2 separate regions of the Mus musculus genome follow, and region 1 is linked to region 2. Evidence: chromatin contacts called from public HiChIP or PLAC-seq data. All regions are on one chromosome and are shown on one strand. Each heading gives the region's core, a stretch centred on a gene start, on an enhancer-like site or on the middle of the called end of the contact. The rest is flanking DNA. Distances are from core to core; before and after follow the strand shown.

Region 1 (5,335 bases), core at 2,153-4,652, 850 kb after region 2:
GTGTCTCCTCATTTGCAATGTTTCAAACAGCATCCTTTTCTACATAGCATTTTTTTCTTTCAATTAGATATATGTGTGTCTGTCATGGAAGCCAGAAGAGGGCAGAGGGACCCTGGAATCACAGGCAGTTGTGAGCCAACTGCCATGGCTGCTGACAACCAAAATCTTAAGTGCTCTGAAGTGCTGAGCCATCTCTCTAGCCCCATAGCATTTTCTTGATAAATAGACTCATTTCATTTCTTAGTGTTGTAACAAAATTCATGACTCAAGCAGTTTAAGGGAGGAAGGGTTTGATTTAGCGCTCAGTTGGAAGACACAGCCCATCACAGCAGAGAGGTCTTGAGGTGATAGTCACATTGTATCCATGGTTGGTAAGGGACTGAGAATTGCTGGTACTCAGCTTGCTTTCTTCTTTATATTCCATCTTGGGTCCAAGCCCATGGAATGGCCCCACCACATAAAGGGTTGCCCTGCCTTCCCACCTTAAGTTAACCCAAACTAGAAAGTCCCTCATAAATATGTGCAGAGTTTATCTCCTAGGGGATTACTAGATCCCGTGAGGTTGACAGTAGTAATCATCACAAATGGTGATCCTGCCAGTAAGAAAACTGAGCATCAGGTTTCTAGCGTCTCCACCAAGATTCTCCACCACGTCTGACTTTTTACTAAGAACTTTGCAAATCTGTGTCCAAATAACTCACTGTACTTTCTAATTTAGCAGATTAGTTTACACGGCTGTTTACAGATCTGTAATGAAAAGGGGGGTACTTCTGCTATCAGATGCATTTTCAGTACACGGCTAATGATTTATGTTCCAAGTCTCTGGGGAAGTTCTGTGTTGTCCTGTGTCTAGCTCAGAGCCATTTTCTGAACCTCATGCTGACACCTGTGCCCACCATGTTTGGTAGTGTCTTCACTTGGCCAGATTCTCCTAGGGCATCTGACTAACTCCTTAGAGACAGTGTCTCTGCGGCCATCTCTGGAAGATACACACATATCACCATGCCAGGGTCCAGGCTCCTGTACACCTCTCTTCTTTAATAAATCCACCACTTCAAGACTTGATGCTTGTATCAGAGGAAGACAAACACTAAACTATTGAAACCAAAGCCAGTTTTGCATTGGCTCTTCCCCTCTCTCAGGGAAAGGCTGCCACCTGCTGTAACACATTAGCAACAAGGGGTTTTCAACAAGGTCATTGAACACTTAAATCCTACATTCAAAATTAATGTGCATACAACCTCACTGCCTGCCGTTCCCTGAGCCGGGAGTAGAAGCAGAAATGTAAACTACAAGCACTGAGTAGAGTTAAACAGAAAGTCACCCATTGAAGGGTACCCACGAGAAACTGTCATCTCCAGAATCAAGGATGTCCTTCACCACTCAGCAGCAGAAGCTCACATTAGCTCATTGTAATCTTAGGTAAATACTGACTGGTTTTCTACTGCCTTAGCCTTTCTAGTTCTGTGTGTCCTTATTCTCTACAGCACTAGCAAGGCTTTGACACATGAGAAGACTGAAAGAGAATACAGGTTGACAACTTGGGAGACAGCAGCTCTAAGCTCGATTCTGGCTCCCTGCAGGAGCACCAGAGTCAGGATCCCAGCACTGGGATAATTTTGTCAAATAAATACTTTTTTTTTGTTTATTTGTAGCCTACCTGCTTGGTGCGGTTAGTATGTCCAAAAGAAGCAAGTTTGCATGGCTGAGAAAAACCAAAGTGAAGGAATTAGGGACATGACACCCTCAAATTTGCTGCTTGGGTGTGTTGATGATCTTAAGATAAAATCTGAAAGTCAGCAGATTCAGGGAATGGCTCTTTCTGAGCTTCCTTATCTGCCCAAGGACAGGTTTTCTAAAAGGAACTCAAGGGGAATAGGTTCCTCTCTGGGAGTTTCTCGTCATCACGGAAACAAGCCGTGTGTACACTACACCTACAGTGTTTGCAGCAGACCACTGTGTGTCTCATCTGTTGGGAGGATCTCCTCATCTGTCCCAGATTGCTAACTTGTCCATCTTCCTTCTGAAAATGGAGTATGAATCTCTCGCCTCCTTTCATTGGCTATCTGATGGTTCGTTCTTTAGCTGACAGCTGTAGCATATATACATTGCAGTGGCTTTTTTTTTTTTTCCTTGCTACTCTGCTTCCGGTCAGATACTTCACAGATGTAGCTATTTTCAGAGAAAAAACTTACCAGGTTTCCTCCAGAGGCTGCCAGATACTGTGCGGGTATTTGACAAAAGTACCATCCATTCTGTTACCCCAAACCCAGAAAGAATAAAACCAGGCAGCAAGGCATTAAAAAAAAAATTCTTGGAAGATAGAGAAAGGTCTTGCTCACACAAAGACAAGAATAAGGTGATGACGCCCAGTAGCCTCATTTCCAGAATCCTGTCTCTTCTCCTCCACTCTCTACCTCCATCCTGGGTCAGTACTGTGGCCTCTGCCACACAACAAGTATAAAGAACAAGAATGTTTCACCTTGGCCTTCAGGCCGTTTGCCACCCCAGCCGCTTCACTCTTTTTTTTTTTTTTTTCTGTTTTTTTTTTTTTTTTTTTCGAGACAGGGTTTCTCTGTGTAGCCCTGGCTGTCCTGGAACTCACTTTGTAGACCAGGCTGGCCTCCAACTCAGAAATCCGCCTGCCTCTGCCTCCCGAGTGCTGGGATTAAAGGCGAGCGCCACCACGCCCGGTTGTCTCTTCACTCTTAACAGCAATTCTAGGAATGTGACAGACTGAGGACCTAGTTAGTGATTTCAGTGTTGGGTAGACATAAGTATGAGTGAACTTGTGTTTATAAATGAATACCAAACTTCAAAAAAAAAATACAATTAAAGCAAAAGTAGGAGGAAATACAAATAACTTCAGAACAAAAATAGCTTTGAAAAGAAAGCCTCAGAGTGGAAGAAGTAGTCTTCTGAATACAAATGATCAGCCCTGAAACATACGTGCAAGTAACATGCAGATTAAGCAGGCTATATTTAGGAATATGTAGCTCAGCATGTGGCACATGCATTTAATCTCAGCACTTGGGAGGCGGAGGCAGTTGGATTGCTGTGAGTTCAAGACCAGCCTGATCTACACAGCAAGTTTCGGGACAACCAGGGCAACATAGTGAGACCCTGTCTCAAAATAAAACAAATAAAAAACAAAAGCAAAAGCCAAACAAAAAGGAGATTAGACACACACACACGGATATAAGGGGGAAATGATGTAATTAAATTATTAAAATTTTAAAAACAAAAGAAAAACTTTTTTTTTAATGCCCTACTGTCTGGTTTTCATCTTTCTGAGTTTGAGGCAACAACATAGCTTTTGAGGCAAATGTATAGCATATGGTAGCCTCTGGGGAAAACCGTGTTAGTCTCATCTCTGAAAACAGCTGTACATTGCTGCCCACTGTCTACCACTTGCAGGTGCAGAGACAGGAAGTAAAGCTAGCCACACAGGCAGCAAGGACAAGGAGGTCTGGGGGTGTAAGGAAAGCTGTCATGAGTTGCATCAATAGCTAAGAAGAAAAATGAACCCTTAAAGGATCTGGCACCATAGGACATCATTCATGTGTGAGTGTGTGTGGGCTTTCTATCTCTACAGTACCTTGTGTGTGGTGAGGGGGTTGGCCTTATATTACAGTGTGTGTGTGTGTGTGTGTGTGTGTGTGTGTGTGTGTGTGTGATTTCTTTCTCTACAGTATAGTGTGTGTGTGTGTGTGTGTGTGTGTGTGTGTGTGTATTTGCATTTTAGCTGTTTGTTTTTGAGAAAGAGTCTGGTTGTACAGTTCAGGCTGACCTCAAACTTGCAATCCTGCCTCCACCTCCCACCCCCTTGGCATTGGGATTGCAGACATGCACTACCATGTGTAGCCATCAATATTTTATTTATCAAAACATTACATAATCACACTGAACACCTAGAATTCTGTCCTTTTTTCATTTCTTGCCTCTGTGATTTTTCACTATATTTCTTTATAGTGTCACAATCTACTTGGCATTTTAATGTCTCAAGTTTTTATTATGTCCAAACTTACCCTGCTGCTAAAGATTGAGTTTGTTGCTGTTCCCTTGAGTTAAGAGTGAATGGATATCTTTGTAGCAAGCACCTTTCTCCTTCAGTAATTTATTATCTATTATAGTGAAAAGCCCATGGTTGCTTTCAACAAATATCTATTAAACAAAACAAGTTATTTATAATCAATTATCAAGAGTGACGCTATAGGTTAAATATTAAAACAATTCTGGTATAAGCAAGCTGAGTATCTCTTGATACAGATCACTACAAAAAGCTTTCTAAGGGGATTTTACTAATGTGCAAGATCAAAAGATAACACAACTTTCCAGTGATAACATTATTTTTAAATCTTGCTAATTAACAAGAGCTCAAGTTGTGGGAAGGTTGTTGAAATGAAAGGTCACGAAAAGTCTGGGTCACTATGGAAAATGTGGGTCATGTGTCTGGTTGTCTTTAAAGTCTACACTTGACTTCTGTTTAATTTTTCTGATTTAAAGGCAGAGTATGTAAGGAGATCAGTTAACCACCCAAAGTTTGACTTTTCAGTTTTAGGCTGAAGAGCAGAAGTAGCTCCCTTCCAAGGTAAGGGTGGGCTAGAGAGGAAGACCATACGCGCTACAGGAGGCAGCTCCTCAGCTGTCTCCAGGAAAGTCTCCAGCTTCACTGGGAGTTCCCTATAGAATCAGGGGCTTTGTCTCAGACTGGCTGAAGCAAACACTCCAGGTAATTTTAGGGCACATTGAGTCGGAAAAACAATGCTTTTATATAGCAAAATTGCTACTGCCAGGAATGAAGCACAAAGCAAAAATTTAAAGCATGAATATGAATATAAAATAGTAAACAGAGGCAGTAAGGTGGTTCAGCTGATAAAAGTGTCACATACCTACCACCTGACTTTCAGTACCAAAGCCCCACAGTAGAAATGTTGTGAAAAGTATTAAAGAATGTCACCACCCTGCACTATACTCAGCTACTCTCTGCCCCAGCAACCCTGCTGCTTCCTTGGCTAGCCCCATGCAGTGACTGATCCAGGTTCCCTTGCTGCAGGTTTTGCTCACATTCCCATCCGTCCATCCACTCCCCATATATATAATTAAAATATCTGAAAACACCCTAACAATAAACTCAGAGCCATGAATTTGCTATCTGGCTCTTAACTCACAGGCTTAAATATCTCAGATCAGTTTGTAATAACAGTTATAGAGGGACTGGGTCCAAGCCTTGCACTTTTAAATTTTTTGTCTCAATAGAAGAAATTTATACCAATGAAAATAAATTCTGTACCAAAATAAGAAATTATGACGTCAACTTAGTAACTATTGTAAA
Region 2 (4,958 bases), core at 1,891-4,390:
CAGGGTTTCTCTGTGTAGCCCTCGCTGTCCTGAAATTCACTCTGTAGATCAGGCTGGCCTTGAACTCAGAAATCCGCCTGCCTCTGCCTCTCAAGTGCTGGGATTAAAGGCATGCACCACCACTACCTGACAGAATCTCATTTAAGAAAAACAAAAAACAAAAGAAAGACAATTGACCCAGAGATCCCCTTGATCCAGGTAGCATTTCCAGGAGGCTTGGGCGTGTTTCCTGTCATAAGCTACTCTGAGCAGTACAGGCATACTTTCCTTCACTTAAGTGCTTCATCCAAATGCCCAGCTCGAGTGAAAGGGCACCGACCTGGCTTATGGTAGTTCCTCTTCTTGGTTCTCCTTTTGGCTCTCGGCAAACATTTCTGAGACAGTGACATTAGACCAGGATATACTGCCATTACTATACATTTTGTCTTGGAGAATGAGCAAACCGTAAACCATGGAGCAGAAGACCTATGGATCTCCTAGTCCACCCTGCCCCATGAGAGTCAAACTTAGGGCCATAAAATCACTCTACCATTAAAGCGTAAACCCCGCCCTTGGTTAAGATTTCACTAGTAGCTCAGGCTGGACTCAAACCCTGCCTCCTAAGTAAGTGTCCCAAACACGCTCAGCCCTAATCTTTGCCTACATTTCCTGGGTTGGAAGCAGGATTGCACGACTTGCCCTGCCCTTATCACGAACTTCTAGGTCAAGTGCAGCTAGCTAGTAGAAGCATTAGAAAATACTACCCCATCCTAACAGGCCAGGGAAAGCTCTTCTGGGGAGATGCAACAAGGGTTGCCCTAGTCTCTGAGAAATGACACCTATACTGATTCTTGAGACATGACACTGGGTCACCATTCACTTTAAAAGCAGGAGCTAGAAGGGCTTGGGTCTAAAACCACGGCCATAAAACAGTAAGTTGTAAGTCCTTTCTTGGGGTGATGGCCATAAAGTGGTTCTCACTCCTCCTACCCCCAATTACTGGTCAGTTCCTTTTTCAATGATGGAAGAACACCATTAAGGCTCCTGTGTTACCATAGAGAGGCACAGATGAACATCATACTCCCATTTGGGCCACAGATGGCTCTACAAAAAGAACCCTGAAACCCCATATTTCTCTCCCTGAGGACAGAACAAACCAAAGCTACTCTGGGCTTCAGTAGAGTTCTCTATCTCTGAACACATCTACAGTTATGTCTCAAACCTTAAGACTCTTGGACTACCAGGCCACCTGGCAGGCGCCAAAGCCTACAGTTCCATCGAAGTTCCCGTAGGCTACCTCCACTTGCTCTGTTTGCAGGAACTTTTGGTCTTTTTCAGCAGATTCCCCCACCCCCCCACCCCCCCACCCCCACCCCCCGTCCAATACCATGTCTCGGTTTTTTGTTTTGTTTTAGATGAACAAACTCTTGAAGTGGCAAGACAGCTGTCACATTTTCCACATGAAGAAATGGAGACAGGAGAAAGACAAGTCACTTGCCCAGAGTTCTCTGGTTTTCACCACCTCAGCAATGAGGAGCTTTGCCCAATGACTCAAGACAAAATATACCACTAAGGCTCAGAAAGCTGGAAGGCAAGCCAGCTGGACTCCTCGTTCAGACGAACCTGGTTACATTAGTAAACGCCTGCAGACTAATGTTTTCCCATCTGTGAACTTTGGATTAGTTCAAATGGAGAGGTGAAGCTTTGAAAACTACACTCTATCATCCCAGGGGATGAAATACAACTCCTGAGTGGAGAAAAAAAAAAAAAAAAAAAAAAAAAAAACAAGCAAAGAAAGGTGTGTGTATCTCAACTCTCTGGATCTCCCCGCTTTCTACAAAGAAATAACGCTAGGCCCCATGATCCTGACCAAGAACGTCCACAACCTGTCCTAAGCCTGAGAGGCAGTCACGTAGCTGGGCAACGGGCTCCACATAACTAACTCCAGTTTTATTATTCTTGGACACATCCATAATTCTGCTGAAAATTGCCAACTTCCTTCCAGACCAAAGGCTGAATCAGAGAAAACCTCAGACTACAAGCTGGATAGCTCCTCTGGTGAAAGTCACTCAATGTCCTGGAAGCTTTGGGGTGATGTAGGGGAGAAAACAGGAACAATTAAAAAAACGAAACAAAACAAACAAACAAAACTGAGAGAGCCCAGTGTAAGGAGTAAAGCACAACTGAGAAGGTATACACTTAACATCCCACCTAACGGAAAATCGGTTCCAGCAAAAAGCTGTGGCCTCCAGTCTTTAAAGGTGTGGCCAGCACGTAGCCCAGACGTAAATATGAAATTTAGTGTTAAGGGCCAACAGTAACTGAATTAACTCTAGGTGATATGAGTGCACGTGGCGTCTCCCGCCGTGCCTTTGGCGGGGTGGAGAGCAGTACCTGAGTAAATCGAGGAAAGAGTCCACTGTCTCTTTGGAGACCGGAGGAGGCCCTGAGTTCTCCAGCCCCAGGCTGCTGGACTGGAGGGTCTGCGCGCCCGCCCCTGGCTTGATGATGAACGCCAGAGCAACGGCGAGAGCCGAGGCGCTCAGCGTGGTGAGGCCGAAGTAAGCAACAGCGATGCCACCCAGACGCCCGAGGGAGCTGGCATCCAGGGAGGCGGCTCCCGACACCAGGCTGCAAACCACCAGCGGCAGGATGATCATGCGCAGCATGCGGAGCAGCATCTCGCCCGGGAAGGCCAGGTAAGTGATCTGGGTGCGGGTGAGCTGCAGCCCCCTCAGCGCCGCGCCCATGCCGGCACCCACCAACACTCCCGACACGGTGAGCAGCACCAGCGCGTGGCGCCGAAAAAAGCTAGCACAGCGCTGCGATTTGCCCATCGCCGTCTCGGGCGTTCGGGGCCCGGCCGCAGGCTCTGCCTGGGTGCCGTCGAGGTAGCCGTTGGTCTCGCCGCTCTTCTCCATGTCGTTGCCCACCGCTCTAAGCGGTAACACTCAAGGAACTTGGAGAAAAGACCGGTTTCGAATGAATGGATCAGGCGGAGACAGTGGCCTGTGCCAGCTGCGGCTTCCGAGCTCTGTGAGTCCCTACAGGAACACTTTTCAGAAAGATAAAAGAGAGACGTGGGTTGTGGGTTGGAGCCCAGGCAGAGCAGACCGCGCCGCGCCCAGCCTTCTTTCAGAGCCGCTGCAGGCTGGAGATGATGCAACGCAGGAGGCACGCTGGAGGCTGCAGCCTAGGAAGGAGGGCGGGGCTTGAGCTCGCCCCGCCCATGTAGGCGCACCTCCGATGTTACGACCAATTAGAACCCTGAATATCCGTTCCCCACCTCCCTGACGTTTCCCAGGTCCCGCCCTTCTCCCACCCTCCGGGAGGCACAGCAAAGAGAGTGAGAGACAGGCAGGCTGGGCTCTCCCGACGGGGCGTGAGGCCATCGGCCAATCCTGTCTCCTGGCAGCTTTCAGTCCTACTGTCCAGGCCTCGGGGAGAGAGGGAGGGGAGCGTCTGGAACGCCTCGGCAGTTCTTCTCCTCAGCTGGTGGAGGAGGGGAGCCCTCGGAGGTTGGTGCCCGCCCTCCGCTAGGGAGTCCGGAACGACCCAACCTCCATCCTGCGGGAAATCCTTTCTTCTAAGGGCTCTGTAGGCTTTCCTGGTACAGAGACAAAGGAGTGGGTGGATGGGGGAAAGTCTCATTGCGTGCACGTACAAGACTCTAGCAGAGCTTTACCCTTAGGTGACCAGCGAGTCCGGGTGGCACTATGCACAGTGCCAAGGGTGAGCCACTGCGTGCACTAGCGCCCTCTGGGGCGAGTCCATTGGACTCTGGGGAGAAGCCTGGTGTGTGCAGGCTGAAGACGTAAAACTCTCCCAGAGAAACAGAGCTCTAACGCCACCACTTTCGGTGGCGTGTCTGCCATGTAACTTAAGCTGAAACACAAGCGGGATTTTAACCACCCCCTTCCGGGTCTCCAGACTTGGCACGCCAACAGTTCAGTCAAGTGTTTGGCCAGTCTGAAAGATGGTTCAATGGATTTTTTAAAAATGCCATTTATTTACTATCTTCCCGGGCCACAGCAGATAAAAAGGGAAACCTTGGCAGTCGTTTATTGTGTTATTTATTTATTTATTTATTTATTTTTCCCTATTCTGCTTTTGAAAAGAACTACCTCCCCAGACCTCCAAGAAAGCCCTAGTTAGGTGTAGCTGAGTTAAAGAGGAAGACAATGTGAAGTAAAGTAATTTTGAAGTATACCATAACAGAAACCTGTGCAAATCAATATGTCCTGTCGAGGTGTAAAACGTCCAATTGTTGAGACAGCAAAGAGTTCCTTACATGAAGCCATTTAGCTGTCATGTACAGCTTGTTGAAATAGGAGCTTATTGGTGGGAGGGAGGTGTGTTCATTAGATGAGGACCTATACATATTTTTATCTTGTTTCCCAGAACATGGTTTACCTCTCTGTGCAAGGATGGATGATTCCTACAGACCCATGTTCCTCATTTCCAGGTAGCTCTGCCTCCTTTTTCCTAAGCTGCTGCTTTTATGCAAAAGACTGAAGTCATGTTCCAGAAGTGGGTTTCCAATTGCCTGCTTTACAGCTCCACCCAGACATTCTGCAGCATCTCAGCTCAGCATATTCCGAATCAGATTTGTGATTGTCTCCTCCAGCCTGTTACTGCTATCATTATGATCTGCCTCTGTGAACCTTCATGTTTAAGTTTTCTCTAGTCTGATCTGTTGTTAAGCCCCATGACTCATGTTGAAATGTCCTTTCTCTCCTCTACTTCCACTAGCCATGCTGTTGACTGCATGCTAGTGCTTGACAAATTCTTCCTTTGTGGCCCAAGCAGGCCTTGAACTCAGAATCTCCCCTGCCTCTATGTAGAGATTTGGTTTGTTGCTATGTATTGTAATGCTAAATACTGGCCCTTGTTGCCTAGGGGACTAGAAGATCCTCACAGTACATCAACGTGATACTATGTAACCTTGCCCCTCAAGTTATCCCTGATTGGTCAATAAA

The links. HiChIP or PLAC-seq counts read pairs in DNA pulled down with a chosen protein or histone mark.
Region 1: an H3K4me3 HiChIP or PLAC-seq map of the 230-238 cell line shows a contact between it and region 2, with 5 times the contacts expected there. The contact joins the enhancer-like site here to the promoter of Slc1a4 in region 2. A contact is called at or near these places in 3 of 39 promoter capture datasets (embryonic stem cells, hippocampal neurons and pre-B cells), 1 of 484 Hi-C or Micro-C datasets (B cells) and 3 of 115 datasets of contacts at active chromatin or transcription factors (the 230-238 cell line, large pre-B cells and memory CD8 T cells).

Annotation. Positions count from the first base shown.
Region 1 is chr11:21,177,394-21,182,728 of GRCm38.p6, forward strand. No RefSeq gene overlaps it. Among named protein-coding and RNA genes, the nearest start is that of Vps54, 59 kb to the right of the region's middle. Within about 2 kb of position 3,403, at least 71 of the 459 cell types and tissues checked have an H3K27ac peak or open chromatin away from gene starts, as enhancers often do. A contact at or near this core is called in the 230-238 cell line, B cells, memory CD8 T cells and 1 more, where this site is marked.
Region 2 is chr11:20,329,573-20,334,530 of GRCm38.p6, forward strand. It overlaps Slc1a4 (solute carrier family 1 (glutamate/neutral amino acid transporter), member 4), which reads right to left and starts at 3,141. Exons shown (of 8, transcript NM_018861.3): 1 at 2,374-3,141. The coding sequence starts at 2,900.